Regions from separate parts of the Ovis aries genome. Here region 2 is linked to region 1. A link is a contact called in public Hi-C data. All regions are on one chromosome and are shown on one strand. Each heading gives the region's core, a stretch centred on a gene start, on an enhancer-like site or on the middle of the called end of the contact. The rest is flanking DNA. Distances are from core to core; before and after follow the strand shown. Region 1 overlaps PPL (periplakin). Region 2 holds the start of SEC14L5 (SEC14 like lipid binding 5).

Evidence for each region. A called contact is a pair of places that touch in the nucleus more often than the background predicts.
Region 2: a contact with region 1 is called in a Hi-C map of liver, with 5 times the contacts expected there. The contact joins the promoter of SEC14L5 here to the enhancer-like site in region 1. A contact is called at or near these places in 2 of 16 Hi-C or Micro-C datasets (liver and mixed tissues).

The regions. Positions count from the first base shown.
Region 1 is chr24:4,537,592-4,540,789 of ARS-UI_Ramb_v3.0, forward strand. All of the region lies in intron 2 of PPL (periplakin), which reads right to left. Among named protein-coding and RNA genes, the nearest start is that of PPL, 27 kb to the right of the region's middle. Within about 2 kb of position 1,565, at least 5 of the 54 cell types and tissues checked have an H3K27ac peak or open chromatin away from gene starts, as enhancers often do. A contact at or near this core is called in liver, where this site is marked.
Region 2 is chr24:4,585,065-4,588,262 of ARS-UI_Ramb_v3.0, forward strand. It overlaps SEC14L5 (SEC14 like lipid binding 5), which reads left to right and starts at 1,543. Exons shown (of 16, transcript XM_042239950.2): 1 at 1,543-1,809; 2 at 2,451-2,565. The coding sequence starts at 2,503.

The DNA.
Region 1 (3,198 bases), core at 315-2,814:
CTCCCCTGGCCCTGCCCAGCCCCTGCTCTGAGGGAGCAGGCTCGGGACACGGCTGTGCACAGGGAGGCATGGCCCATCCAGCCCAGGAAGGAGGGCAGCGTGTGTGCGCGCTCAGTCGTGTCCGACTCTCTGCAGCCCCGTGGACTGCAGCCCGCCAGGCTCCTCTGTCCGTGAGATTTTCCAGGCCAGAACACTGGAGTGGGTTGCCACTTCCTCCTCCAGGGGATCTTCCCGACCCAGGCATAGAACCTGCAGCTCTTGCATCTCTTGCACTGGCAGGCAGATTCTTTACCACTGTGCCACCAAGGGAGGAGGGAGACCCCCAGAAAGGCCTGTCAACAAATAAACCTCAGGAACCCCCTAGCAGTCCAGTGGTTAGGACCCCACATTTCCACTGCAGGGGGAGATGGGTTCGCTCCCTGGTCAGGGAACAAAGATGACAAAGTTTGCACAGGTCGGCGTTTACCAAGGAAGCCCAGCAGGGGTGGAACGTGGGGCCCTGCTTGAGCTCGGGCTCTGGGATTCAAGGAGGCCCCTGAGGCAGTGACGCAGGCTAAGAATGAAGGAAGAGGGGGAAGAGAGCTGGAGGCAGAGGGAGTGGCCTGTGTGCAGGTCCTGTGGCAGGAAATGATGGCTGGAAGGACGGTCAGGGGAAGAAGCTGGGGGTGGGACAGGGCACGGTGCCACCCATCCTTAAAGGTGACTCCTCCAGGGGCTCCTCAGGGGAGAGGGTCCAAGCTAGGGGCACGGTCAGGTGTTATGACAAGGCCCAGGAGAGAGCTGAGGGTGGCCTGTACTGGGGTGTTGCCAGCGAAACGGCGAGAATAAGCAGAGTGGGTGGACGTCTGGAAGGTACAATTGCTCAGTCAATGATGAGTCCAGTTGTTGCTGTTCAGCCGCTAAGTCATGTCTGACTCTTTGCAATCCCATGGACTGCAGCATGCCAGGCTTCCCTGTCCTTGACTATCTTCTGGAGTCTGCTCGTGTCCATTGAGTCAGTGATGTTATCTAACCATCTCATCCTCAGCCACCCCCTTCTCCTTTTGCCCTCAATCTTTCCCAGCATCAGGGTCTTTTCCAAAGAGCTGGCTCTTTTCGTCAGATGGCCAAAGGATTAGAGCTTCAGCATCAACCCTTCCACGAATATTCAGGGTTGATGAGCCCAGGGTCTCTGATAATTTAGGGAAGAATGATGAACTGGCAGAGGGAACAGCAGGTTAAACACAGCCTGTTAATCCACTTAGTAGACTTTCATGGAGCGAGATGGGCTCTGAGCCAGGCCTGTTGTGGTGGAGCGGAGGGGGTACGAGTCAGAGACTGGACTGAGCACAGGTGGGGCGGGGGGTCACATAAGGGACCTCGTAGGCCCGTTTGCTACCCCCAGCTGGGGGTCAGTGTCCCCATCTCTGCAATGGCAGTAAGAGAAACCCATGTTTCAGCAGAGGCAGCCAAGAGACCAGGGAATTGTCCCTCAGCCGCCTGAAGATGGGAGTACAGATGGGGATGAGCTCAAAACCAGCAAGTGAGAGGAGCCAGGCACTGAAGGCCACGCCCCTTGGGACTGCCCCAAGTCGGCAGATCCATAAAAGAGGCCAGATGGGAGCAGGAATCCACAGTCAATGGACCTCGGGGAGCTTATAAAGGGATTACAGGTTTGGAAACTGACCTGTGGAAATGGCTGCACCCCTCGGTGACGTTACTAAAAAAATCACTGCACTGTGTGCTCGAAGAGGGTGCATTTTCTGATCTGTAAAACCCGCCTCAATAAAGCTGTTAAAAAAAAGAAAAAGCACAAAAGGGAGGAACGGAAAAAGGAAAAAGAAGTGAACGGAGGTGGTATGGTGCCTGGTATAGTGTAAAATGACTCAGCTTCCTCTTGGAGGAAGAGAGGGTATCCAGCCCACATTCCAGGTCTTTCCTGGGCCAACTCTGGGAGGGCTGGGCAGCGACGGGTGGGGGCAGCTCCCTAAGGGGCTTTGGGGGTGAGACACCTGTGGCAGAAGGCCAAAGTCGCTGGACCATTGCCCCACTGCAGGTAGGTCTGGCTGGTTAAAAAGTTACAACATCATGGTTCTTGGCTTGGGTGGAATTTTATCGGTTCCATCATCACCAGTTGATCTGAAGCTCTGCTGGGCAATTACCATGTCAAAGATTAATTTTGCAAAAGGAGGAAGTAAATTAATCATCTCCTAATTCCCACAGGTGCAGGGACTCTGTGGGAATGCAAAACGTGTCCAGCCAAAATGAGAGAGAATATCCAGCCAAAAGATGCCACGAGGGAGTTCAAGAGTCCACAGTCGGGCAAGACTGATCAATGAGGACAGGTCAGCGCTGTGGTTACCTCGGGGGTGGGGGGTGACATTGATTGTGAAGGTCCCCCAGGACCTTTCGGGAAACGTCCTTTGATTTGACCTGAGTAAAGGTTCCATGGGTACCGATTGATGCGAAAACTCACAAGCGTGAAATCTTAAAATTTGGACACTTACCACAGACAAGTTTTTTTAAGTACACAAAAAAAGTCATAGGGACCGACATATCCTGTAAATTTTGCCCACACTGACGGACAGATAATCAATAAAGCAAATCCCGGAGATGGTTACTGGTAGGATCTGTGTGGTGAGGTTACAGGTGTTCTCCAACCCCTCCGGCTTTTCTGGCATTTAAAAATTGGGATAGGTACAAAAAGACTCCTGGAGTGGGTTGCCATGTCCTTCTCCAGGGGATCTTCCCAGTCCAGGGGTCAAACCAGGGTTTCCCGCATTGCAGCCAGATTCTTTACTGTGTGAGCCACCAGGGCAGCCCCAGGAATACTAGACAGGGCTGGCATTCCCTTCTCCAGGGGATCTTCCAGACCCAGGGATTGAACTGGGGTTTCCTGCATTGTGGGCAGATTGTTTACCATCTGAGCCACCAGGGAAAGCACAGCAGCACACAGGGCCACACACTGTGTGATTCTGTTTCTGTGAAATATCCAGAATATGTATATTCAAAGAGACAGAAGGCAGAGTAGCGGTTGCTGGGCAGATGGGCATGGGAGTTCCCTTTGGGAGGATGAAAGCAACTTGGGACCAGAAAGACGTGGTCATCGCACATCATAAACATGAAATGCCATGAAATTCTATACTTTAAATGCTTCACTTTATCTATGTGAACCTCACTTCCATTTTAAAAAATAGGAAAATTAAAGAGAACTTTTGG
Region 2 (3,198 bases), core at 293-2,792, 47 kb after region 1:
GAGTTGGCTCTTTGCATCAGGTGGTCAGTGGATTGGAGCTTCAGCTTCACTGTCCTTGAAAACCGTAACCAAGAAAACGCACGGCACCAGTGTGCCAGGTCCCCAGTAAGATCCCGTGGACGTTGGGCACGTGAATAAGATAGATAAGGTCTCTGCCCTTGTGGAGCTCACAGTCTCCTGGGTCAGAGCTACAAAGAGATAAAATGAATAAGTAAATAAGATGATTACAGAGTGTGACGCAAGATAGGAAGGAAGCTAGGGGCTGATTATCACAAAGGGCAACGATACGTTTGCTAAATAGAGCGCTGTCTCTCAGTACACCCTCTCCCTGCCTAGGACTCTGGGTCATGCAGGAGCAGGTGAGCCTGTCCGATTCCCTCTTGCAAATGGATAAAGTCACAGTGCTGGCACACAGTAGGTGCTCAGTACCTGTCAAATGAATGAATACACGGATGACAAGGCTGTCTAGAGCCAGCCTCTTGGCTCCCCCAAGCCAAACAGAGAGGGAGAGGAAGGGGGGAACTATGGAAGGATGCTGGGTCTCCTGCATCCTGCAAAGGCCAGAAGGGTTTGCGTGCGAGCCAAAATGAAAATGAATGATGGCTTCACTCTACCAGTCCACCGTGTGTTAAATTGTACCCTCACTCTGCTGGCTCCTTGAATCCCTTCCCTGGTTATTTTTTTCACGTTGGCATTTCCCCCCATCACACACAGTGTTGTATTTGTCTTATTTATTTAATGTCTCTCTCCCTCTCAGGTGGCAGTAGCAGTAAAGAACCCGCCTGCCAATGCAGGAGACATAAGAGAGGCGGGTTCGATCCCTGGGTCAGGAAGACTCCCTGAATGAGGAAAAACAGCACTCTACCGCAGTATTTCTTGCCTGGAGAATCCCATGGACAGAGGAGCCTGGTGGGCTACAGTGCATGGAGTGCAGAGTTGGTCACGACTGAAGCGACTTAGCATGCACACGCACACACTCCCTCACTGAGAGGTAAACTCCACGAGGGCGAGGACTTTTTACCTGTTTTGTTCACTGAGAACTCTCCAGCGCCTGGCAAGTCCTGACACTCAGCAGGCGCTCTGTAAAGCGGGCAAAGTGAATGAAAGATCCCCGGCGGGGTCAGGAGGGCTCTGGGGTGTGGCTAGTGGAGGGACTGGGCTCAGAGCCCAGGAGGAGGGGGTTGCCCGTTAGGGAACTGGCCAAACGTGAACTGAGCCGGGGCAAGCCGGGCTGGGAGGGGCAAGGGTTAGACTGGGGGCAGAGTGAGACTGGGGTTAGAGCCTTGGGGCGGGGTCTCCTTGGGGCTGAGCCACCCCCGAGGCTGGGTGCTTTAGGGGCGGGACCCGGTGGAGGCGGGGTCTGCAAGAGGCGTGGCCAGTATGGAGGCAGGGCCGAGGTGGAGGCGCGGTTAAAGAAGGCTGTGTAAAGTGAAGGGCGGAGCTAAGACGGGGTGGAGCCAGTTTGGGGCGGGGCCTGTCCGGAGGTAAATCTGGGCGGGGCCGGGGCAGAGTCGGGGGGTGGGGCGGGGGTGGGGCGGGGGTGGAGCCAGGCCAGGCTGGGATCTTCGCTGTCCTGGGTCCTGGAGCGCTCCCGCCCAGCCGTCCCCTCCCAGACCAACTCGGAGGGTGCAGGATGTGCAAGACCCGACAGCCCGGGATCAGCGATCGCTGGCTCGGACTTCTCTGGCGATCGCGGTGCTGCGCCCCGCCCTAAGTGCTGCGCTCTGGGCCAGGAGGCCACGGAGGACTCCCGCGGGCTCAGCTTCGCTCAGCCCTGGGTCTACGTCCCCGGAGACTCCGAGGGCGAGGGTGAGTTGGACTTTTGGGGGGCTTGGGTGTGCATGCGTGCGTGCGTTTGCATCTGTGTGTGTGCATGTGTGTCAATGTCTGTGCGCATCTAGGGAACTGTGCTTGCAGAGCTGGGTGTGTGTGCAAAGTTGAGTTCGTGTGCAAGGGCTCTCTCGTGTGGGAGGGGAGTCGTGCATGTGTGTGCTTGTGTGGCAGAGCCAGTGCGTGGGAAATCTGGTGAAGACTGTGTGTGTATGTTAGGGGATCTTGGAGGAAAATGGGAGCGCAAGTGCAATGATTCTTGCGGGGTGCATGGGCGAATGAATCGTGGGGGTGTTTCCAGCAGGGTGGCTTTATGGGAGTTTACTGGCTCCCAGCATGACGGGGCGAGAAGGGAGGAAAGTTTGGGGGATACTGATTGCTCTTGAGGATCGAGTGTGGTCTGGGGAATTGGGTAATGGGCGGGGCAAGTGCTGGGGGTCTGGCTGGAAGTAACTTGGGGCTCACACTGGCCCCCTTGCTTTGAGAGCTGGGGAGATGTGTGTGTGTGTTGGGGGGGGCGTCCAGAGGGGTAGTGGGCCTGCCCCTGGCCAGGGGGAGCTGAGGCCGGGGCTCCTGCTTCAGCTGGAGGGAGCTGCTCCCTCACCATCGCCCTCACCCAGGCTCTGCGCCCACTCCCGCCTGGCCGGCTCCTGCCGCTGGTCCTTTGAAAACATGGTGCAGAAGTACCAGTCTCCTGTCCGTGTCTACAAGCATCCATTCGAGCTGGTCATGGTGGTGAGTGACCCCTGACTCTGGGGCCCCTTGTGTGACAGTCAGAGGGCCCCAAGAGGTCAGCCATGATGGGAAGGAGAAGGAAACCCCAAACCCCTAGATCAGAAGGAATTAACGAGCTACTCTGCTGACCCGATGGGTCCAGCTTCTAACCAGGACCCCTCTGCCATCCCATCTTTTGCCACAACTTCTAGGAGCCTTGCACACTGAGCAAGACAAGGTCTTCCTTTTCCTTGTTGAAGCTCATCTGTTATCTCAGTCTCCTTTGACAGGAAAAAGGATATCAGGGGCCAAGCTGCTGCTGTCATTTTGTGTACTGATAATAATAATAATGGTATGTATACAATGAAGATGCTGACAGCAGCCTTTTGTTGAGGGTTTGCTAAGTCTTTACATACATTGTTTGGTTTAATTCCCAATAGCTCCTATTATTCTCATTTTGCTGCGTTAAACTGATGCTCGGACAAGGATGGTCTTCGGTTCGGCAGTGGGAAGAGGTGGAGCTGGGCTGGGATCCACACACGGGGGACTCCAGAGCCTTGTGTTTAGCTGCAGCACCCGCCATGTCCCCCCTCTGCTCTCACACCCCCTGCCCTCTCCTTCCAGGAAGCTGAGACCAGGCGGAGAGGGGGCACA